Linked DNA regions of Sus scrofa: region 1 is linked to region 2. A link is a contact called in public Hi-C data. All regions are on one chromosome and are shown on one strand. The core of a region is the stretch at or near the end of the contact, and the rest is flanking DNA. Distances in the headings are between cores, read along the strand shown. Region 1 holds the start of SLC25A44 (solute carrier family 25 member 44). Region 2 holds the start of CCT3 (chaperonin containing TCP1 subunit 3).

The links. Hi-C and Micro-C count contacts between places; a contact is called where the count stands out from the background.
Region 1: a Hi-C map of liver shows a contact between it and region 2, with 10 times the contacts expected there. The contact joins the promoter of SLC25A44 here to the promoter of CCT3 in region 2. A contact is called at or near these places in 1 of 5 promoter capture datasets (liver) and 3 of 47 Hi-C or Micro-C datasets (heart right ventricle, liver and skeletal muscle).

What each region holds. Positions count from the first base shown.
Region 1 is chr4:93,855,606-93,859,487 of Sscrofa11.1, reverse strand. SLC25A44 (solute carrier family 25 member 44) reads left to right here and starts at 2,335. Exons shown (of 4, transcript XM_001928054.5): 1 at 2,335-2,501.
Region 2 is chr4:93,732,591-93,736,712 of Sscrofa11.1, reverse strand. It overlaps CCT3 (chaperonin containing TCP1 subunit 3), which reads right to left and starts at 2,746. Exons shown (of 14, transcript NM_001244180.1): 1 at 2,591-2,746; 2 at 463-524. The coding sequence starts at 2,621. It overlaps TSACC (TSSK6-activating co-chaperone protein), which reads left to right and starts at 1,684. Exons shown (of 4, transcript XM_013996980.2): 1 at 1,684-2,402; 2 at 3,901-3,960. The coding sequence starts at 3,924.

The DNA.
Region 1 (3,882 bases), core at 1,086-3,585, 120 kb before region 2:
AAAGCCCACCCACATTATTAAAGTATACTTTACCTAAAGTGGACTGATTGTAGATGTTAACCACACCTACAAAATACCTTCACAGCAACACCTATTAGTAGTAGCAAGGTACAAGAGCCTAGCCAGACTGATATAAAACTATCACACTAAGTTTGAAATGCCCACTAGATATTTTGAGGCTATTGTTAACACAAATCTGGAGTTCAGGAGAGATCGACCCTAGAGGTATCAAATTCTTTAATTGTAGTAAAATATACACAACATAAAATTTACTAACATTGAGGGAGTTCCTGTCATGGCTCAGTGGTTAATGAATCCGACTAGTATCTGTGAGGATGCACGTTTGATCCCTGGCCTCACTTAGTGGGTTAAGGATCTAGCATTGCCGTGAGCTGTGGTGTAGGTCACAGACATGGCCTGGATCCCACGTTGCTGTGGCTGTGGCACAGGCCAGCAACTACAGCTCCAATTTGACCCGTCGGCTGGTAACTTCCATGTGCCACGGGTGAGGCCTTAAAAAGACCAAAAAAAATTTACTATTAGTGACATTGTCATTCACAATGTTGTAAATCATCACCACTACCTAGTTCCAGAACACTTTAATCACTCCAAAAGGAAATTCTGCAGTCAGTCCCCATTCTTCCTCCTCCTAGTCCCTGGCAATCACTAATCGATCCACTTATCTGCTATCTAAATAGATTTGTCTATTCCGCATATTTCATCTAAATGAAATTACACAATATGTGACTGTTGTGTCTGGCTTATTTCACTTAGCATAACAGTTTCACAATTCATCCACACAGCAGTACATATCAATTTTTCATTCCTTTTTCATGGCTGAGTAATAGTCCATTGTATAGCTAGGTCACCATTTGTTTCTACTTTTTGGCTATCGTGAATAGTGCTGTTATGAATCTGTGTGTGTAAATATTGTTTATTTGTTTTTTGTTTTTCTTTTTTGGCGGTCCCTTGGCATATGGAGTTCCTGGGTCAGGGATCAGATCTGAGCCGCAGCTGTGACCTAGGCTACCAGCTGCAGCAACACTGGATCCTTAACTTGCTGGGGATCAAACACATGTCCCTGAGCTCCAGAGATGCCACTGATCCCATTGCAACACAGCAGGAACTCCTGTGTACAAGTTTTTGTTTGAACACCTGTTTTCAGCTCTTTTGGGTATATATTCAGAGTGAAAATGCTTGGTCATATAGCAATTTTGCTTAACATTGAGGAATGATCAAACTGGTTTCCACAGCAACTGCACCATTTTACATTCCCACCAGCAACGTCAGGGTTCCAGTTTCTCCACATCCCTGCTAACACTTGTCACTTTCTAGGTTCTCATTTGCTTGCTTGCTTGCTTTAATTTTAGCCATCCTAGTGGGTGTGCAGTGGGGATCTCATGGTTTTGATTTGTTTTTCCCTAATGACTAATGATGTTGAGCATCTTTTTATGTGCTTATTATCCATCTTCTTTGGAGAAACATCTATTAAAGTCCTTTGCACATTTACAAAAAAAAAAAAATTGGGTTGTCTGTCTTTTTGTTGTTGAGTTATAGAAATATCTATTTTGAAATGAATTGACTCTCCAAACCTAGCCTTCTCAGTCCCTCCTGTAAAGGGCTCTGCCTCTTTTTATTTTTTTTTCCTATTTATTATATATTTTTTCATTATAGTTGATATAAATGTTGTCCATTTCTGCTGTACAGCAAAGTGACTCAGATATATATATATTCTTTTCGTCAACTTATATCATGTTCTATCAAGGGTGACTGGATATAGTTTCCTGTGCCATACAGCTGGACCTCTTTGCTTATCCATTCTAAATGTAGTAGTTCGCATCTACTAACCCCAAACTCCCACCGCCTCTTCTTTTAAATCCATGTATTAACAAATAGTTATAAAGCAAGAAGAGATCACTCCATCTCCAGGATGTTCCCTATTCCTGTAGTTTTGAGTTCCCAAGTCTCCAAAATCTAAACTTAGTCCTTCCTGCTGCACATTGGCCTGTTTTGGTTCTGTAGATGAGAAAAGTTACACAAAAATTAGATGAGATTTTAACTTAAGGATTCCAGGAGACTTGAAACGCAAGGTGACCCGTTGGGAACAAGACCTTCAAGAAGTGGCCGCGACCCAATTTCCACGAATTCGAAAGAACACGCATGCGCTGTAGAAGAAGGGGCTAAAGAAGGCGTGGCCTCTGCCCAAATTCAAGATGGCTACCAGGACCTTCCGCCTTTGCTGCGGAGGCGGGGGGCGAGGCTAAAGACTCAGAACGTCATTGGTGCAGTTGCCCACCGTTCATCCCCGCCCCCTGCAGGGGGCGGGAGTGACAGTGTCCCAATTTCCGGTTCCGGCAGTACCGGGATCCCGGTCGAGATGGAGGAAGATGCGACCGGAGGCCGTCAGTTGCCGGGAACAGAGGATAGAGTGGGAGCTGCGGCCTAGAGGTCCGCTCTGGGAGTTTGCCTCAGACGCGGCAGAACCGCCCTGAACTGAGAAGGTACGAAATCACCGGCTTGAGGTGCCTAAGGACTAAGGTCTCCTAGTACCGAGACCTGTCAGGGAGGCAGCGGTTGCCTGCAGTGCACGGCAGCAATTTACTGGGAACCCGCCGCGCAGTTTTGGGAATGAGGGATGACTCCAGCGACGCATCTCTTCCTATCGGAGGAGCATGGGGTTCGCCGACAGCGAAAGAAGCATGGCCAGAGACATGGCTAGGGGCATGTCCAGGATCTAAAGGCGGCAGTTTCGGGGGTCAGGACAGAAGCTACTTAAAGGGGGTGTCATGTGCAGTAGGTGAAGAGGATTGTCGTGTGATGTCTGTCATGAGAGATCACGTGGGCACCTATGGAAGACCAAAGGAAGGTTGAGTGGGAATCTCCTCCTGTCCTGGGGGGAGATTACCTTGAAGGGAGGGGTTGGAGGCACGCCCAGAACCTTCCCTAAGGAAATGCATGTTCTTTAGGACAGGTGGGCGAGCATGTAAATATATTCACGTTCCTAAGGTAGATAGCTCTCAGGATGCAGAGCCTTGATGGAGATGCAGTAAGAAGAACAGAGGAACAGAAGGAGGAAGCAAAGATCTTGATCCCAGCACAGAAGTGGGAACCAGACCTCATAGGTGTCTTGTCAGGAGCTGTAGACAGATGATTTGATTTGGTGAATGTTGTTGACTGAAAAGAACTGAATGAGTCTATTAGTCAGCATTGGGCCCAGTCCTGGGGACAAGTCAGGATGGAATCAGAGGGCTCTTAATGTAGTCATAGTGGTCGTGGACTCCTAGAGTAGTTGTTATTGTTAGAATACTGACAATCCTTAATGTTTAAGGCAATACTTTTCCAAACTCTGATATACATATTGATCACCCAGAGATCTTGTGAAAATGGTTCTTATTCAGCAAGTCTACAGAGCATCCTGAAGTTCTGTATTTCTACAAGCTCCCAGGTGATGCCAGTGTTGCGGGTTTGTGCACCACTCTGAGTAGCAAGGATTTAGAGCACCACTGTCCAATAGAAATTTCTGCAATGATGGAAGTGCTTTGCTGTTAATAAAAATGGCTTTGCATATTTTAGCACATGTGAGTTGCACCACACTGTTATATAGCTGTGGCAGGCTTTATTAGCTCTATATCATAGATGAGGATATTGAATTTTAAAGAAGTGACTTAGTTCCAGTCCTACTAGTAAGTAATGGAAGTGGAGGAACTCCTGACCACTAATGTTCTTCTCATTGAATGACCTTGCCTTCCAGGTGACTCAGAACCTAGTGAATAGTCTGGTATAGGTTTTTCTGGTACATGAAGAATTGAAGTGGAGAGGAAGTGTGCTTATCTAGGCCAGTTTGTTCCTTCCCTCTGGTGGTCTCAGCAGCAGGGCCTTTGC
Region 2 (4,122 bases), core at 1,497-3,996:
AAAAAAAAGGAGGGGGGACACGCCTCCCAGTGCTTCAGCTTCCCAGCAATCTAGATAACTGAAAGTCCATGTACTTGTATTTCTTTCCATGATAGTGGCCTCTACCTCATGCTAAATTAGATCTAGGGCTATTTCATTGTTTCATTCAAAAAGCATTTACTGTAGATACCTATTCAAGAGCTATAGCAAATATTAGGAATATAAAAGTGAATATAGTTCTTCCTTCCAAGTAATTCCATCTAGTATGGGAGATAAACACAAATAGAATATTATGAGATAGTATACAGGAACAGAATTCGCAAAAGTTAATTTGAGTAGACCGTTAGGCCCAGCTCAGAGAGAAAATGATTCCTTTTCTTTACCACCAAGAGGGAAAGGAAGTCAACTTTTCCTCTGTCAAATCACAAAAACTGAAACACCAGGGAAGATAGCTAGAGGCAGACAACTTATAAGATAGGCTACCTTGGCAGCATTGATGTTTCCAGACTGAACTTTTCTTCCAGATTCACGCTTTGTGTTCTGGCCTAAAACAGATAAAAACAAAAGGCAATAGTCCAGGACTGCCCCATTGTATATAAGTTATTCATTTATTTCCCAATCTTTGAAAATAAAAACAGGAGTTTCCCTGGTGGTGCAGCGGAAATGAACTCAACTAGGAACCATGAGGTTTTGGGTTCGATCCCTGGCCTTGCTCAGTGGGTTAAGGATCTGGCGTTGCAGTGAGCTGTGGTGTAGGTCGAAGATGAGGCTTGGATCCCACATTGCTGTGGCTGTGGCCTAGGCCAGCAGCTGCAGCTCGGATTGGACCCCTAGCCTGGGAACGTCTATATGCCGCGGGTTTGGCCCTAAGAAGCAAACAAAAAAAAAAAAAAAAAACAAAAACACATACTGGTTTCCCAGATGTATACACTGATCAAAGCTTACCAACTTATACTCTTCAAATATGTGCAACTTTTTGTATATCAATTGCACCTCAACGAGCTGTTAATAAGTAAACATACATACTTATTTCTTTCTTTACTTCAACTCCTGGTATACTAAGAAACAATTCATAAAGCTTCAACTTTGGAATCTTAGTCATCACTTTCTCTCTAATCAAATATTCATGTATGTATAACAAGGATTCATAACCTAAGATCCATCAGATTTTTAAAGACCTGGTGACCCTAAAAAAGCATCAATCACTCCCTTATGTAAAAAGGAAAACTTGGGGGATTCATGTCCTCATAATTGGGTACACAGAATCATACTGACATTCCCAGCGTAATTATTAAATAGTTCCTCCCCCCTTCTCCCCTGTGTGCTATGGAATGAGAACACACACTCAAAAGCATCTGGGTTTGCGAGATACAATCACTTCATGCTTGGACATAACCAGAATGCCTCAGGAACCCACTGACCATCAGTAAGTGTGACCTACATGTTTTAATAGGAAGTCTAATAGGTTAGGGCCGCTAATGCAAGGGATTAACTCCGACCTCAAAAGAGCTGAACAACGCACTACTCACCTTAGGGCCCTCTCAATGGCTATACCTGAATCAAAAGAATGTTTATTTCACTCCTCTCTCCAAATTATACTTCCCTACAGTTTGTTGTAAAATTTCCCACCCATCAAACCTAAACATTCATTCACAGTTCTCAGGATTTAGATTCCTATTTCAGGCACTGATAACCAAAATCCTGCATGGACCTTTCTGATTGGATTCATCAGAAAAAAATTGGTTTTTTTTTCTGGGTTAAGTGGATTCTTGTTTGCAAACAGTTATTTTCCAGGTATACAGAAAATCGATAGCATTCTACACGCATAAGAGAGGGACGGAAAATGACTAATAAGGCTGAGATTACACAGAACAGAAACATACCCGAGGAAGACAACAGAAATGCGACTCATTCCCCATAGGTAAAGAGACCCAATGGAAAAATGTGGGAAAACTCAGTTGGTAAGTGGGAAAGATTACCACGGAGGGGATATCAAGGGAATAACTACATCTAAGATAAACCAGTGAGGAAGGTAGGGTTACTTGAGGAACAGAAGTTGCAGAATGGAAATTCAAGAGGACAATTACTGAAAATACAAATAACCAAGGCTACCACTCGCTCTTTTAAGCAATTGTCTCTACTTATCTCACTTGAGTCACAATCTTACGGGAAAATAGTTAATCCTAATAATAAAGATGGAAACGTTTCAATCAAACAACGTGGCTGACGCCACACCACTACTAAGGGATGGGCCAAGGTTAAAATGCTAGGCCAAACTTAAAAGCCGTTAGTCACAAAACTGCACACTGAAAATCACTCAAAGAAGGTTGCAAGGGCGGGGGTTGGAGGTGAAGAACAGAATGCCGAGTGGGAAGCATCTTCCCGAGGCCAGAGCCCGGAAAAATGAGGCTCGAGAGAGAAAGGTCAGTTTGCGTTTGTGTAGACATGGGAATACGTTAAGGGTAGACAGGAAAGCAGAAGGGGCTTCCAAAATGAACGACTGGAAGGCTCAGGGGCCGGACCAGGGCGGGACTGGGCTGAGGCAAGGCTGTAAAGTGCCGAAAGAGGGAGATGAAGAGGGGGTCCCTTCCCCAGCTTTCCCAAAACTCACTAAGCACGAGCACCGGACGATGGCCCATCATGGCGGCGCGATGCAGAGCCGGGTACCCAAAGCAGGGGGAACCGGCAGAACCTTCTGGAGAGAGAGAACCAGCGAGAAGCCCAGAAAACGCTGCCTCCTCAGGGCTTACACCCAACCCCGCTACCCTCCCGGGCGCCCCCAATCACCGCACCCATCTCACTGACCGGCACGGAAACAGGCCAATTGACATTCTTAGCCCCGCCCCCTACGCAAGAACGCGGGGCAAGCTAGGTAGAGAGAGCACGGTGATGGCAATGAGAGGGCAGAGGCGCTTGCGCAATGGGGTGGCCGCTCCCGGCCGCGTGCGGCGCGAACCTTGGCGCAAGCGCCAAGGATCGGGTAGTTGGCCGGAACGCCACTGCGCATGTGTGTCAACTATAAGGGTGGGTGCTGGGGTAGAGGCTTTCCATTAACACCGCAGGTGAGGTCATTAAACTCATGCGTCTCGACTCCTTTCGGACGCCAAGGTGGAGAATGACTTGACAGTTTCCATGCTTTCGTTCCAGCTTTGGCTACGGGGAGGACTAGAAGGGGCGGGACCTAAACCGGCAGTTGAGAGAACACCTGGCCCCTTTGATGCGGGGTGGAATGGGAGTTGTAGTCCGATCAGACTGAGCTGGGCGGTAACTAGCCTTCTGGGCACGCTGGGAGTTGTGGTTTACTGCCTCTGACTCGTTCCTATGCATGGACCTTTCCCTCTTAGGCAAATACTATCTATTGAGGCCGTGAATGGTACCTGAGAGTGCTGGCTTACCGACCCCTCGAGTTATCCTATGTAAAACATTTTCTCAAGTGTTTTCCTCTAGTGCTCTCAGATTTTCTTTATCCGTGTCCATTCTTTCCCCTGCCCTCCTCATGCCCTCAGCTACTGGTCCATTAGAGATGTTGGAGAACCAGAGTTTTTAAGTTACCTTACAGGATAGGAAAAGGGCTGATCCCGCAGAAATCAAAACTAGGGGAGAACACAGTATTTGCCCACATTTTTAGGAGACGCTTAAAGTTTGGGCGTAGTTAAAGTACTGTTTTGTCCAGAGAAAAGAAACATTACTAGAAACAGTTTTTTGTTTTGTTTTGTTTTTTAGTGAAAGGATGAGAGCACGAACAATTCAAGAACAGTTACTTATGTTTGGCCATAAAATAGAACAGTACACACCCTTTCATACTTTTTCCTTCCCAAACTGGAGCAGCCTGATATGTGCTGGGGAGAACTTATATGAAATTGTTAATAGTAAAATAATAGCATGGGTTGTTGGTCATGTGATGTTGTGATTCTTTCCCAGGCACCACACCTGTAGGTGTTCAGATGGAGCAGCATTCTAGTCATCCTACTAACAGAAGAGGTGTGTGTCAGAGGCCCTGCTTCCTTTCCCTTAAAACCAGACTTTGATTGGAGTTCCCGTCGTGGCTCAGCAGAAACGAACAAATCTGATTAGTATCCATGAGGACACAGGTTCGATCCCTGGCCTTGCTCAGTGGGTTAAGCATCCGGTGTTGCCGTGAGC